2 separate regions of the Anser cygnoides genome follow, and region 2 is linked to region 1. The links are chromatin contacts, called in public Hi-C maps. All regions are on one chromosome and are shown on one strand. Each heading gives the region's core, a stretch centred on a gene start, on an enhancer-like site or on the middle of the called end of the contact. The rest is flanking DNA. Distances are from core to core; before and after follow the strand shown.

Region 1 (6,378 bases), core at 483-2,982:
CATCTGCCCTATGGTTACCTTGACTATTGAGGACAGAACTGGGGCTCCAACCTACTGACCAAAATTTAATCTTCTGAGGTGCCGCCATTGCCACTGAAGCAAACGAAGGTCTCAAAGCAGTCTCCACACTTTGCCTCTCCTGGCCCTCTGTGCCAAGTGGCCAAATACTCTCCAGTTCACATCAAATTATGCAGCAGCGTATTTGCACCACAGAAACTGAGACTCAGCAAACCTTATTTCATCCTCTAACCTTACAACAACCTGACTGAAGTTTAACAGGAACGTATAAACACTATATAAGGTCTAATTTATTAATACTATTTTAATTAGTAAGCTGCCTTTAAATGACTACATTGGATGTGATCTTTTTTTTCTGAAGCCCATGCTATAGCAACACAAGGATGTCCATTTACAGTCTGCTTGTGCTTGGGGCTAGTGAACTGTCTGTCATATAACCAGGGGTTTTCTTTCCTCAGCTTTCACATTACACACGTGCTCTGTACAGAGGGCTACAAAGCTGTGAAGCAGCCTTCTCAAGACGCACATTTTCACCAATCCAAACACATGGGATGCCACCAGAGCAACTAGATGAATAATCAAACAGATTAAGTGACCTTAATTGCTTACTTTGACACAAGCAGCATTAAACAGCTTTTAAAAGCCATTAGGGGCTATCCATAATCTTTTTATTACAGCAACTGTCACAAGCTTTCAGTAAGATTTGATTTTTGTTAAACAAAAACCTAAGAAGTAAATTTGCAAAACCACTCTTCAATAACATTCACATGCAGTTTAACAAGGTAAGCACCTCAAATATCAAAACCTGCACAACTGAATAAAGATTTCACATATTTATATCCCCTTCCTCAGCACCTGCCAAGCACACATTTTTTTCTATTTACTAGGTGAGAAGACCTTAGTAAGCAGTAAAAACTTCCTCCAACACAGCCTCAAAACTGCTGCTATGCACGACCACGTTTCTAAGTAATCCTGATAACCACACTTGAACTCCTTACATGCTTAACTTTAACAGTGTGTGTAAAACTTATTAGGATTCATGCTGTGATTCGGTTGCTTTCTCACAAACGCATTTTTTTTGTCATGGGTAAGTATTAAAAAAGCATCACGTAATTACTGCAAAATGTTAAAAATAGCAAACGATCAGGATGGTGTGAAGCTCCTGTGTTAAATACTCAGCCAACTCTTGAAGTGACTTAAGAATAGAAAATAGTGTTTTTTCTCAAATTAAGAATTGGAGAAGATAGTGTTTTACCTCAAATTAAGAACTAATAGAAGATAGCGTTTTACCTCAAGAGTTTTTTTTTTTTCTTCCAAGGAGTCTTTCAGATCTCATTACTTAAGTAATAACAGAAAAGGACCAGAAAGCATAACACTTTCAAAAGTGCCTGATCTTAAGGGTCTTTTCCATCCGAAATGACCCCAAGATGAACGTCTCTCCCCTAGTTTCAGAGTCTGGTTTTGGGGTGCGGAGTGGCCGCACCACAGGAGACCTCAACTGGATGTTTAACCTTGCCCGCTACCCCATTTCCCTACTCTACAGCATCCTATTGACCTCAGAGAAAAGGAAACAAGGGCTTCGAGAGCCAGGACAGCCCTGGCAACGGGGGTCTACCCGTGCAACCCCCCCCCCCCCAAGGCGCGGGGTCCCTCCTGTGAGGAGAGCTCGCTTTCCGCCCTGCTACCCAGCCTGCTCCGCGCCCCCAACGCCTCATGGCGGCGGCGCCCCGGGCTCTGATAGACCGCAGCCAGGCAGCGGGGGGGGCTTAGCTCCGCGGGCCGTGCATTTTACGGCAGGAACGGAGCAGGGCTCGGCTCCACCGTCTGTTTGTAAACACTACGAGGCCGTGGGCGGCGCCGGGAGCGCGATCCCGGCACCGCCCCAAGGGTTCTGTGAGAAAAACGGGTCCGGGCAGGACTGAGGGCGGCGTAGCGGCGTTTTCTGACAGGATTATTTCACGGTTACGCCACAGCCCTTTGCCGGCTGAGGTTAAAACACGTTTTGTTGGGTTGTACGAGCAGTTTTGGGAGGCGAGACCGTCACCCTCGAGCGGTTCTGGGAAACGAGCGGTCACGCGCGTGAAACTGCAATGGAGTTGGAGAAGATGCTGTTGGCAACCAAAAAGATAAAGATAAAGCACGCAACCTTAACGCCTCGGTTTGTTTCAAGCAACAGCAGACGACAAAATTCAGACAAACGCTCTAAATTGAAAACATCCCGTTCACCCTCAGAAGATAATTATTCACAAAGCAGCAGCTCTAAAATCAACACCACAGAAGGATTTTTTTTTTCTTAAAAAGCCACAGCAGCAGTACTGCATGCTAACTGGCAATGCAAAACCCCCACTACTTTGCAACTCAGCCTTGGATGACATACAATCTTTGCCAAATAAATTGCTAATTAATCTCCACTGTTCTATGTTTAAAATAAACACCTCAGTAAAAATGGGACCTCATGATTCAAAAGTTGTTCTAGAGTTTCTTTGCCCACTTCGAACAGGTTACTGGTTTTACCACTAGGCTTGAAGAATAATCAGAGAAGCTGATCTTTACCAGATGCAACATTTACTGTATTTAACATTGAGAATCACAGTTATTATTAGTTATAATTGCAACTGAGCAAAATTCTGTGATTTTTCTTCACGTTATTTTGCCATTTTTGCCACTGTATGTTTTACATACCTGTTTGCTTGGTCAGGACATGTATACAGGACATATATAACTCAAAGTAAACAGTTAAAAGTATCTGTTAAAACATACCTCAGACTGAAATGACTTCTCCATTTTTGCTATTAGACTACATCAGTCCTAGAACATCACTGTGCAAAGGGTGTTTGCTGATTTTTGTTTCTTTGAGAGCTCTGATTGTCAGAATATTTGCTACGCATACACAGCTGTAGGTGTTTGAATAAAATTATCTAACTTGCTATGAAAACTCAGAAAGGCTGGCACTTCTGTTTTAGAGGAACATCACCATTACAATCCATGAAGTTTATTCACCACCATGGAAGGATTTTTACTTTAACTTTTAACTGAACTCTTCTTCAGTCTCCTTCCAGCACTCCCACATCACATAACTTTATGATATGGTATTGTAAATAAACCTAACCTTCCAAGAAAATGAAGCAGATTAAGTTGCCAAGGTCCAGCTTATCTGGAACACGTTTTTGGCATCTGAAGGAGGAAACTGTAGTGGTACCAATATCATACATGCCAGATGCAGATTCTACTAAAACAATAATAGAAGTTGTGGTTTAGATGGCAGAAAAATAGCTGACAATTGGGAGTGGAGGGTAAGACTATAGCCAAACAAGTACATGATAAAATCCTTTACATTGGTCAAAAATCAAAGAGAAATTACAGAAGTGTGAATAAGCTAAATAAAAAAACAAAAGCTGAAGGCAAATTTAAATAAAAACCCACAAAGTATAATTAAGTTCAGTAAGAAAAATGTAATTTAAAATCTTCTTTTCATGATACAGCATTCTAACTTAAGTTTGTCTTTTCAGAAATCAAAGTTTTATCAAGGTCATTGTTTTTTTTTTTTGAAAAATAGATCAGTGCCGTTCCCTAAGCCAACAGAAAACCACAAAGAAAAGATCATTTAAAAACAGAGATGTATTTTTTTGTGCATCTGCCTTTTCTGAAATACTTCTTACCCTGTCCCTAAGGATAACTACAGAACTGAGCAAGATTCAGAGAAGAGTGGCTGAGATGATTAAGTACGAAAACACTTTTACACAAAGGTTAAGGAATTGCAATTGTTTTCAGTAGTGAAGGGACAAACATTATCAAAATAATATAACAAGGACAAAGTTCAGTGAGAAACATCTCATGTTCCATAAACAGATGTTAGAAGGTTCTTGTAAGGTAAAAAAAAAAAAATGGCTTAAGACTCAAACTCAAAGCACCCAAGAATATGCTATAAGGAATATGATGATAGTAACAGTATTTTTCATATCCATATAATGTATTTGGTTTTAGTAGTTTTGACAGTGTAGCCAAAGACTGAGCAACTTAAAACAGTAAATTTTCATCCAATTACCAGGTATATATAAAACCTAACAAGATTTGGTCTTGTCCTTGATTGCATTTCTAAGTACTACAGACACAGGATAGAGCTGTTTGCAGATCTCTCTCCCGAATAATAAACAAAATACTGAAGTACATAAGCCTCGTGTCTGGCCCAAGATACATTCTTATGTTCCTAATAAAGTCTCAAAATAACCCGTATGGTTCTCACATTTAAGAGTATTTCTGTGAAACTGAACGAAGTTTACACCTAATCTTCAAATTATAAATACAAGTGTGTAAAGATCTGATAGAGGGGAGAAAAATGAGAGTATTAACTTCTTTTGAGGAGGGGAACACCTGAACAGTTTCTGATCATAAACTGATTTCTCTGTGGGCAACTAGAGAAACAAAACTGATGTACGGAAATCTGGATGTGGCAGAATTAAATGATTATTTTTCTCCCAAACTGGATGATGAGAATACAACAAAAAGACTATATAAATGATCTGAACAGCAGGAGAAAAAAAAAAAAAAAAACAAATGTTAAAATCCTTTAGAAAAAAAAAGCAAACAAATGCCAGGCTGTACTGATTATGTTTGAGTCCTGCACAAGTCATCAGGTGTTCAACCAACCTCCAGAAATATCATAGAGGGGGCAAACTGCAAACATTTCTAACATGTAGGGATCTTTTCAAGATTCAGGGACATCTTAACGTGGAAAGTAATACATAAAAGAGAGCATAGACTGGTCTTAGATTTTTTTTTTTTTAGTGGTTGTCAAAACATCACTACCAAAATCCTTTTGTTTCCCTTCTGCAGATACTCAGAATCCCAACATACAGTCACTGAAATATCAAGACTAAGAGCAGAAAAATGAAGTCTCAGCAGCCAGATCACTACAGTGCGTTAGAGAACAGCCAACCAGAGTCTGTGATCAGAAAGCCACAGATTACTGACAGACTTTTAACAGAGGAATAAAATCTCTCATCTCTGAGCACTCAAGAAAATATCTAAAGCTCAACTACTCTACTCCAATTTATTTTGCTAATTGAATGAGTCTGTGGTTAGACCAGGTGATATTGGTCTATTTGCATTTCATTCTTAGAAAAAGATCCATGCAACAGACTATTCAAAGCAGCAAATAAACAATCCTCCTCGTGACTCAGATCTGAAGTTTCTTACCAATGTTCTTGTGACATTTTTTATACAGCATTCTGCAAAGCAGACCCATTGCCAACAGGAATTGCCTGTTTGGACAAAACCGAACAGAAGGAAAATGTGGAGCAATTCACTTATTTTCTACAGTTCCTTCATTTACTTGCTACTTAATAACTCTGTCAGATGCAAAGATGCATCAAGGAAAAATAAACACATTGCTCCAAAAAAGACGAAGCAGGAGAAAAATGGCTTCTCAACAGAAGCCATTGAACACTAATGTAAACAGAAGCATTTATATGCATTTAATATATACAGAATAATAAACAATATTTAAAATATATATTTAAAACTTGTCTGAGGCTAGACTACAGCAGTGGAGGAAAAAACTGTAACATGCATCAACTCCATAGCAAACGACATATATAGCACGAGCTATGGGGCTTTATGCTTCTACCAGTCAGAAGCTGTTAATGCAACCTGAAACTTGCTGAGTACAAAGCCTTTGCAGTTTACTACTGAAGATAGTAATATAGCAACCATAGAACCTAAATATGGTGGAAGAAATCTAGTAATTTTCTAACAGGACCCTAAGATACAAACTAAACCAAAAACAGATTAGAAATAGAGCTGTCATACTAGTAGGGAGCAGCTGAAGTATACGTATTTCCCTCTCTCCCAAGGGCACAAACTTAAAATTTAAATCAATCAGCTTTTACACATCACTATCAACTTATCTAATTCAAAATATTTTTGCAAAACATGTCTCCCTATGAGATTATTACTTTTAGAGCATGCCCATAAATATATCTGCTACCCAAATCCTACACTGCAGACTGCTTTCACTTCCTTGCGGTTGGTCAGTGCTGGTAAGTGACTTTAAAAGTTCAATTAATATGATGCCAGCAACTCAATGGTTCAAGTTAGTGTGTTGGCAGGCTCCGGGGATTAAACTGAATTTCTAACTTTATTCTAATGAGTCCCAAATTACTATTTTTCCTCGTTACACCACTAATACCATTTTTGGATGAAATTGCCTTTATTTTGCTCAATAAAGGTCCTCCCTCAAAAAATAATAAAAAAAACATGAACACCCAAACCCATTTAGCAAATAGGTATTAGCAGGAATCAAATAATTACTGATGTAAGCACAGTTATGCAATCTGGCCTGAGATAAATAACAATTAAATT
Region 2 (6,255 bases), core at 2,674-5,173, 46 kb after region 1:
AGATTGAATTTAGCAGCAAAATAAGGCAATGACTGAGGGCATATAGACACTGCCAACACTTTGTGTTTTGAGGTATCACATTTCTGGTAAACAAAACAAAACAAAACACAAAGAAAACAAGGTGGGTAATTACAAAAGGGTAATGCTCCCTCCTTTCCCTCCCTTTTCTACTCCTGGAGTTACTCCTCAGTGTCCTATGCTTCAGCAGGCCTTATTATGAAAACCCCTATGAAACAACGATCACGTTTCTTGAGGGCAGGACAGGATGTTCTTCTGATCCTGTCAGTGTTTATCTCTAATCATCCGTAGATGTTGCTTTTGCATGACTCAGGGAAATCCATCTGTCCCAAGACAATTCTGTAGTTGGTCTCGTAATGGCATAAAGAAATTTAAGAGACATTCAGCACCTATCAAGTGTTCATTCCTACCAGAATCTAGTACTGACAAGTGAGGAAAAAAAGCAGAATGTTTAAATACTAAAATAAATGAACTAGTGTTTCCAGGAGCATGGGCATTCAAAGTTACAAATTCAACCCAGCAAATTACAGATCTGAACCTTTGTTCAGACTCCCATGTCTCTATCACTGAAAAAATTGAGAGGAAACTGGCAAGATAGGATCCTTAACAAACCAGCATTTGTGAGCACTGAAGAACCCTTTGAGAATACAAACAGTGGTATGCAATTGTAAAGCTCAGATGACTCTAACATTTATTTGAGGATGAACCTTGTGGTTTCGTTGAGATGTTGTCCAGATCAGTGGAACACTTGAAAGAGAAACCAGGACTATGCTACAGACAAGTCTCACCCTGTAAAAGGTTAGAGACCATAGTTTGTTCTTAGACACCCTAAATACACTATACTGACCCTGCAAGCACCACTGTCTGGAAAGCATCTCGCCTGCTCACTGTCCTTCTCTGGACCTGAGAAGTTCTGATTAAGGTAACCTGTCTGCATCTCAATTAGACCCTATGTGACCTGAAAGGGTTGTATCACTCCTGCCCCCCCCTTTCTTCTCTCTTTCGCTTGTGTACAATATTATCATGTTATATGGAGAGTTAAACTAGTTCTAAGAAAACTAAATTACTACGTAACGATCATCTTATTTACAACACTTATGTACAGATTAAGAAAATGCCAGCATTAATTCTAATAGCTTTTCAAGACCAAGTAAGGACACAGAAGACTTGAATGGAACTGAATTCAATCAGGATCAAGATCTAAAAATCTGAACACCATACATAGCAGTTACATTCCAGGGAATACAGATCTCAGCAGAAAACAGCAATTCTTTGCTAAGAATTGAGGGCAACAGTTTTTGTTCCAAACATAGGCAGCTCAAAAATATATTAAAACCAATTCTACTTCCAAAAATTAGTCTTGATAACTTTGTATTATGTGGATACATTGGCATAAGAAACCCCCAGAACAGTGCTAGTAACTATGGTGTGAATATTTATAAACAATGAACCTCAGACCTATTTGATGTTAGAGTAATAATGAAATTATGTTTTCCAAAAATCTTACTTCAGCAAGTGCAATAACTTTCTTCATTTAGGGCCAGTGATGTAATCTTGCTTCTCTAGTGCAAAATTATGTTAAGTACTTTTACTGTTCATCTTGCCTTAAGTTTTCATTCCTCTTTGGACAAAGTACATCCTCACAGATCTTCATATTAACTGCCTTGGGAAATTAAGTTCTTAGTCATTCTGTAATCTCTTCCCCTCCTCACAGAAAACAGTGCGTTATTGTTTGTGTCATTTTACCTTATTAAGGTTGAGTATACGAAAGAGCTCCTTCTGATTCTGTTGGAAAACTCTGGCTCCTTCTTCTGATGTCATACAATTGTCACATGCTAAGCAGTCGCTAAGGAGTATTTTAGCATTAGCCAATGCATGAAACTCATTTTTCTGTAAAAAAGGATACAAATACATAAATATTTAATAATGATCGAGCAATTTTCAAGATCTCTGCAATGACCCAGATAAAAAGCAGATCTGCTTCTCACTGTTTTATTTAAAACAAGACTATCCATGACGCTGGCATAACATTAAAGATATTTTAAAAGTAGTCAAAGTAATTTGTTCAATCCTTCTTCATGGTTCTGCTCTATTATTACTGTGAAACTGCAAAACGTTTAAGTGTAAACACATCGGTCTAAATTTAGCACTGAAGTACATGTTGTATTAACCAGATTTGCATTGAATTTCAGAGTTGACAGTAACCAACAATTTACCAAGCAAGTCAGAAAACTTTCATTTGAACTATTAAGCCTCTTTAATAACCAGATGCCTCTACCACCAACACGGCTTAGGCTTTTACCTCTAGGTAAAACAAACAGAAGGCAGTCCTACAGTTACATTGACCATTTACTGCAAAGTAACAGTTCTAGATTTCTGACTGAAATACAGTTGGAAGCTCAACTGTGGGGGTAAAAGGAATACTTGGATGGAAGTGCAAGATAACCGAGCTACTTGTGGAAAAAAAAATAATGAATTCCTTCAATTAAGAACCTATTCCCAGGGAGACAGTTACCTCTTGACGAACAGTATGTGACACAAGTTTGTCCTATATAAAAGAAATAATACATTTGTGCACTTGAACAGGCAAAATCCCACTTTTTTCCTTCTAAGCCCTGTCCCCATTATGAAGAATTAACGTAAAATTTTGACACACAATTTAAAAACAACAACAACAAAACATTTAATTATTGTTTGTGCTTGCAGACCAAGGTTTTTTTATTTCATCTTTTGAAAAGGTTCTTGATTCTCATGTTATGGACACATACAGAGTCATAACTGATACAGTGTTATATCCAGAGCTTGGAAGTTCTCTATTTGGAACCTCTGCCCTTGGGGCACATGATAAAACAAGAACAAAAAGAAGCACATGGTACAATTTTTAGAAGGAACATTACCTCTTCAAAGCCATCATTAGAACTCAATGCATCAACAGATGCACTTTGCGAATCATCATTTTTCTGTTTTTTACTGCATTCCTGAAACAAAACATAAGACGTATTACGCAAAATACATCCAGCAACATCGTTACAGAACTATTTGGATAGTTAAAAACTCCTTTAGCTCATTTACAGGTTTTGACAGTACGAGAGCTGCACCGTTATAGTCAAGGCTTTATTTTCAAGCGTGTCGGATACAATTAAATAATTCCTCAGAAATTCCCTTGATCGGTTTCACAGTTCTCAGCGATTACTATTATTTTGAACCCCAAGGGGAAGATCACATTGGACGCCGAGAAGCCAGAGACACACATCGCGCGGTGACCGCCCCGAGAAACCCCGAAGAGGCAGCGCCACGACCCCGAACAACCCCAAACCACCCCGAACAACCCCGAAGAGCCCTAACAGGCAGCAGCACCACCCCGAGCAGCCCCAAAGAGCCCTGAGGGGCGGCCCCACCACCCCCGGCCAGGCTTCCCGGGGGGCTCAGCCGGGGACCCGGGGACCTTGGGGCGCCCCCCGAGCCCCCCTGAGGTGCAGTCCCCGGGCGGGGGGTCCCGCGGCCGCCCCGCTCACCTTTTTGGTGCAGTTCTCGCACTTCATTTGCGGTCCCTCCGGCGCCACCCGGCTCTCTTGCGGGACAGGAGCAGGTCGGTGAGGGCCCGGCCCGGCCCCGCCGCCCTTTGTCGCCGTGCCCGCCCCCTGTCCCTCGCACCGCCAGGCACCGGCCGCTCACGGACGGGGCGGCCGCGGTGCAGGGGAAGAAGCGGGCACCGTACCGTCCCGCCGCGCTCAATCGCGTCCCCGGCGAAGGCACGGAGCCGGCGCTGGGGCTGGGCAGCGCCTCACGGCCGCGTCGCCGCCGGGTTCCCGGCTGGGGCTGGGGCTGGAACTGGGGCCGCCGCCGCCTCCCCGCCCCCCCGCGCGGCGGGGCCCATTGTGGACCTGAGCCTCGGCACGTAGCCGCCGCCGCCGCCGCGCTCGCCCCCGCCGCCGCGCGGGCACGGGAGGGGCCGGGGGCGCGCATCACGCGCCAGGCGCGCGCCCACCACCCCCTCCCCGGCAGCTCCCGCCGTGAGGCGCCGCCGGGCCGGCAAGGGGAGGGGAGAGGCCTCGGTATTCTGCTGCGGGCTTTTTTTGTGGTTTAAACATCCTCCGTAGTTATTGCATACATTTTTTTTCTCTTTTTTTTTTTTTTTTTTCTCCCTACCATTGCTTTTTTTTACCCCCCCCCCCCCCTCAGGTCTTTTATTTAAGAGTTCATAGGATCCTAGAATCATTAAGACTGGAACAGACCTCCAAGATCATCTGGTCCAACCATCCCCTACCCCCACCATCACCCACCAAACCGTGTCCCCAAGCACCACGTCCAGCCTTTCCTTGAAACCCGCAGGGACTGTGTGACTCCACCACCTCCCTGGGCAACCCGTCCCAACTGCCTTACTGCTCTTTCTGAGAAGAAATGGCTCCTCATTTCCAACCTAAACCTCCCCCGGTGCAGCTTGAGGCCATTCCCTCTAGTCCTATCACTAGTTATCTGTGAGAGGAACCTGACCCCCAGCTCCCCACAGCTTCCTTTCAGGCAGTTGCAGAGAGCAATGAGGTCTCCCCTGAGCCTCCTCTGCTCCAGATCAAACAACCCCAGTGCTCTCAGCTGCTCCTGGGGTTGCTTCGAAGTTACTAAACACAACAAGATTAAGCACGTTAAGCCAACAGGGCTTAATCTCCTATTTCTCGAACAAAATACACGTATCAGTGCCCTGTTCACATACACGCATCATGAAACCCTCAGCGTAACGTTACTGAGCGCACAGCCCTGCCTCCCACACCTCGCCGCCCTGACAGCACCGGTTAAGGCACTTCACATTCATGTCAGTGGTTGTCTTCCTAAATCTCACGTTGTACCATTTAAGCATGAAGATTCAACCCGTATCTTGCTCACTCTGCTTTTTACACACTCCCTCCATTTAAGCAGCCATACAAGCATATGCCTATGGCTGAGCAGAGAATTTTTTCAAGTATAAAAAATGACCTTTCAGAAATTAAACCACAGAACTTCCACCAAGCATGTAACTTCCTCCCTGAACTGCAACTTTCCTTTGCAGTGCGCTGCGTAAGTTTCTTCCTGGTACAGGTAAGGTCTACAGCTTTAAACCACATGTTTTTACTTATTTATTTACTGTTAAGCACAAATGGCAATGTTGTACAAGAACTAGAGACAGTCGTCACTGCTTAAGTTTGTAACCCCACGATGTAACTTCCTTTTTTTTTTTTTTACTGCAACTGCCTATAAAAGACATCACAATCCAGAGAAGTGAATGTTTTAAAATCTTTTACAGCCAAATCCCCAGTCTAATTAGTGTTCTTAAAGATAACCCTAGAGTAGAATGTAAAAATATGCTCTTTTTTTTTTTTTTTTTAAATTTAGAGTCTGTAGGTGACATATCACTGAGGTTGAGGAATCAGGAATTCCTTACTATTACTAATAATGAAAGCAAATGGAAGCACCATTTCTTATTGCCTATTTAAAGAAAAATGCACTGATATTGCTTTATATATACACCCTGGAAAAACTATCACTAATCCTAACTTGAGGTAAAAATTATAATAGCTAAGATAATGACAGTTCCCTGTGCTTCTGCTATGTTCATTCAATATGCTTTCATGTTTTGTATTAGCATATTAATACAAGATTTTTTGAAGCACTGCAATCATTCTAGAGCAATCCCAATACAACTTAAGACTTTGGGTTTCCTACAAAGTTACTAGAATGCAGAATTTAGGGAACATCTTGTTAAAATCTTTTCTGTCCCTCTGGATGAATATCTTCTTACTAAAAAACCGTGCCAATCTTATCCTTATTCCACAAGGATACAGTAGGCATAGATTCATAGATTTGCACTTAAAGTCATAGTTAAAATCCTTCTGTTTCACACTTATGATTATGCTTACTTTTGTTATCCAAACTTAATACAGCAACTCTTCAAAAGACATGATAGCTTTGGATATTTTGATAATTTTGCACAGATCATATTTAAAATATATGTATTTTTAGTTTTCCCTCATATTTCTTTACATTCATAATGCAAATCAACATTGAAACATTTGCAGAAATACTGAAACATCTGAAAACATCTCAAGTGTACCTCTAGCTTGGGAATACCTGGACTGAATTAATTTCAATTTAAGAATTCAATCAATAAAAAAGAGCAAAAACTTGTACAAAACTGGGGAGCATGCAAGGAATCCATGTTTCAATGCACAGTATAAGATTATACTTGTGTAGTTATTAGATAAT

What was found. Hi-C and Micro-C count contacts between places; a contact is called where the count stands out from the background.
Region 2: a contact with region 1 is called in a Hi-C map of liver, with 4 times the contacts expected there. The contact joins the promoter of NARF here to the enhancer-like site in region 1. A contact is called at or near these places in 2 of 7 Hi-C or Micro-C datasets (blood and liver).

Annotation. Positions count from the first base shown.
Region 1 is chr19:3,866,644-3,873,021 of Taihu_goose_T2T_genome, forward strand. The region is part of intron 1 of FOXK2 (forkhead box K2); the gene reads right to left. Among named protein-coding and RNA genes, the nearest start is that of FOXK2, 6.0 kb to the right of the region's middle. Within about 2 kb of position 1,733, at least 2 of the 3 cell types and tissues checked have open chromatin away from gene starts, as enhancers often do. A contact at or near this core is called in liver, where this site is marked.
Region 2 is chr19:3,910,392-3,916,646 of Taihu_goose_T2T_genome, forward strand. NARF (nuclear prelamin A recognition factor) reads right to left here and starts at 3,924. Exons shown (of 11, transcript XM_048075998.2): 1 at 3,534-3,924; 2 at 2,916-2,996; 3 at 1,765-1,908; 4 at 1-83. The coding sequence starts at 3,560.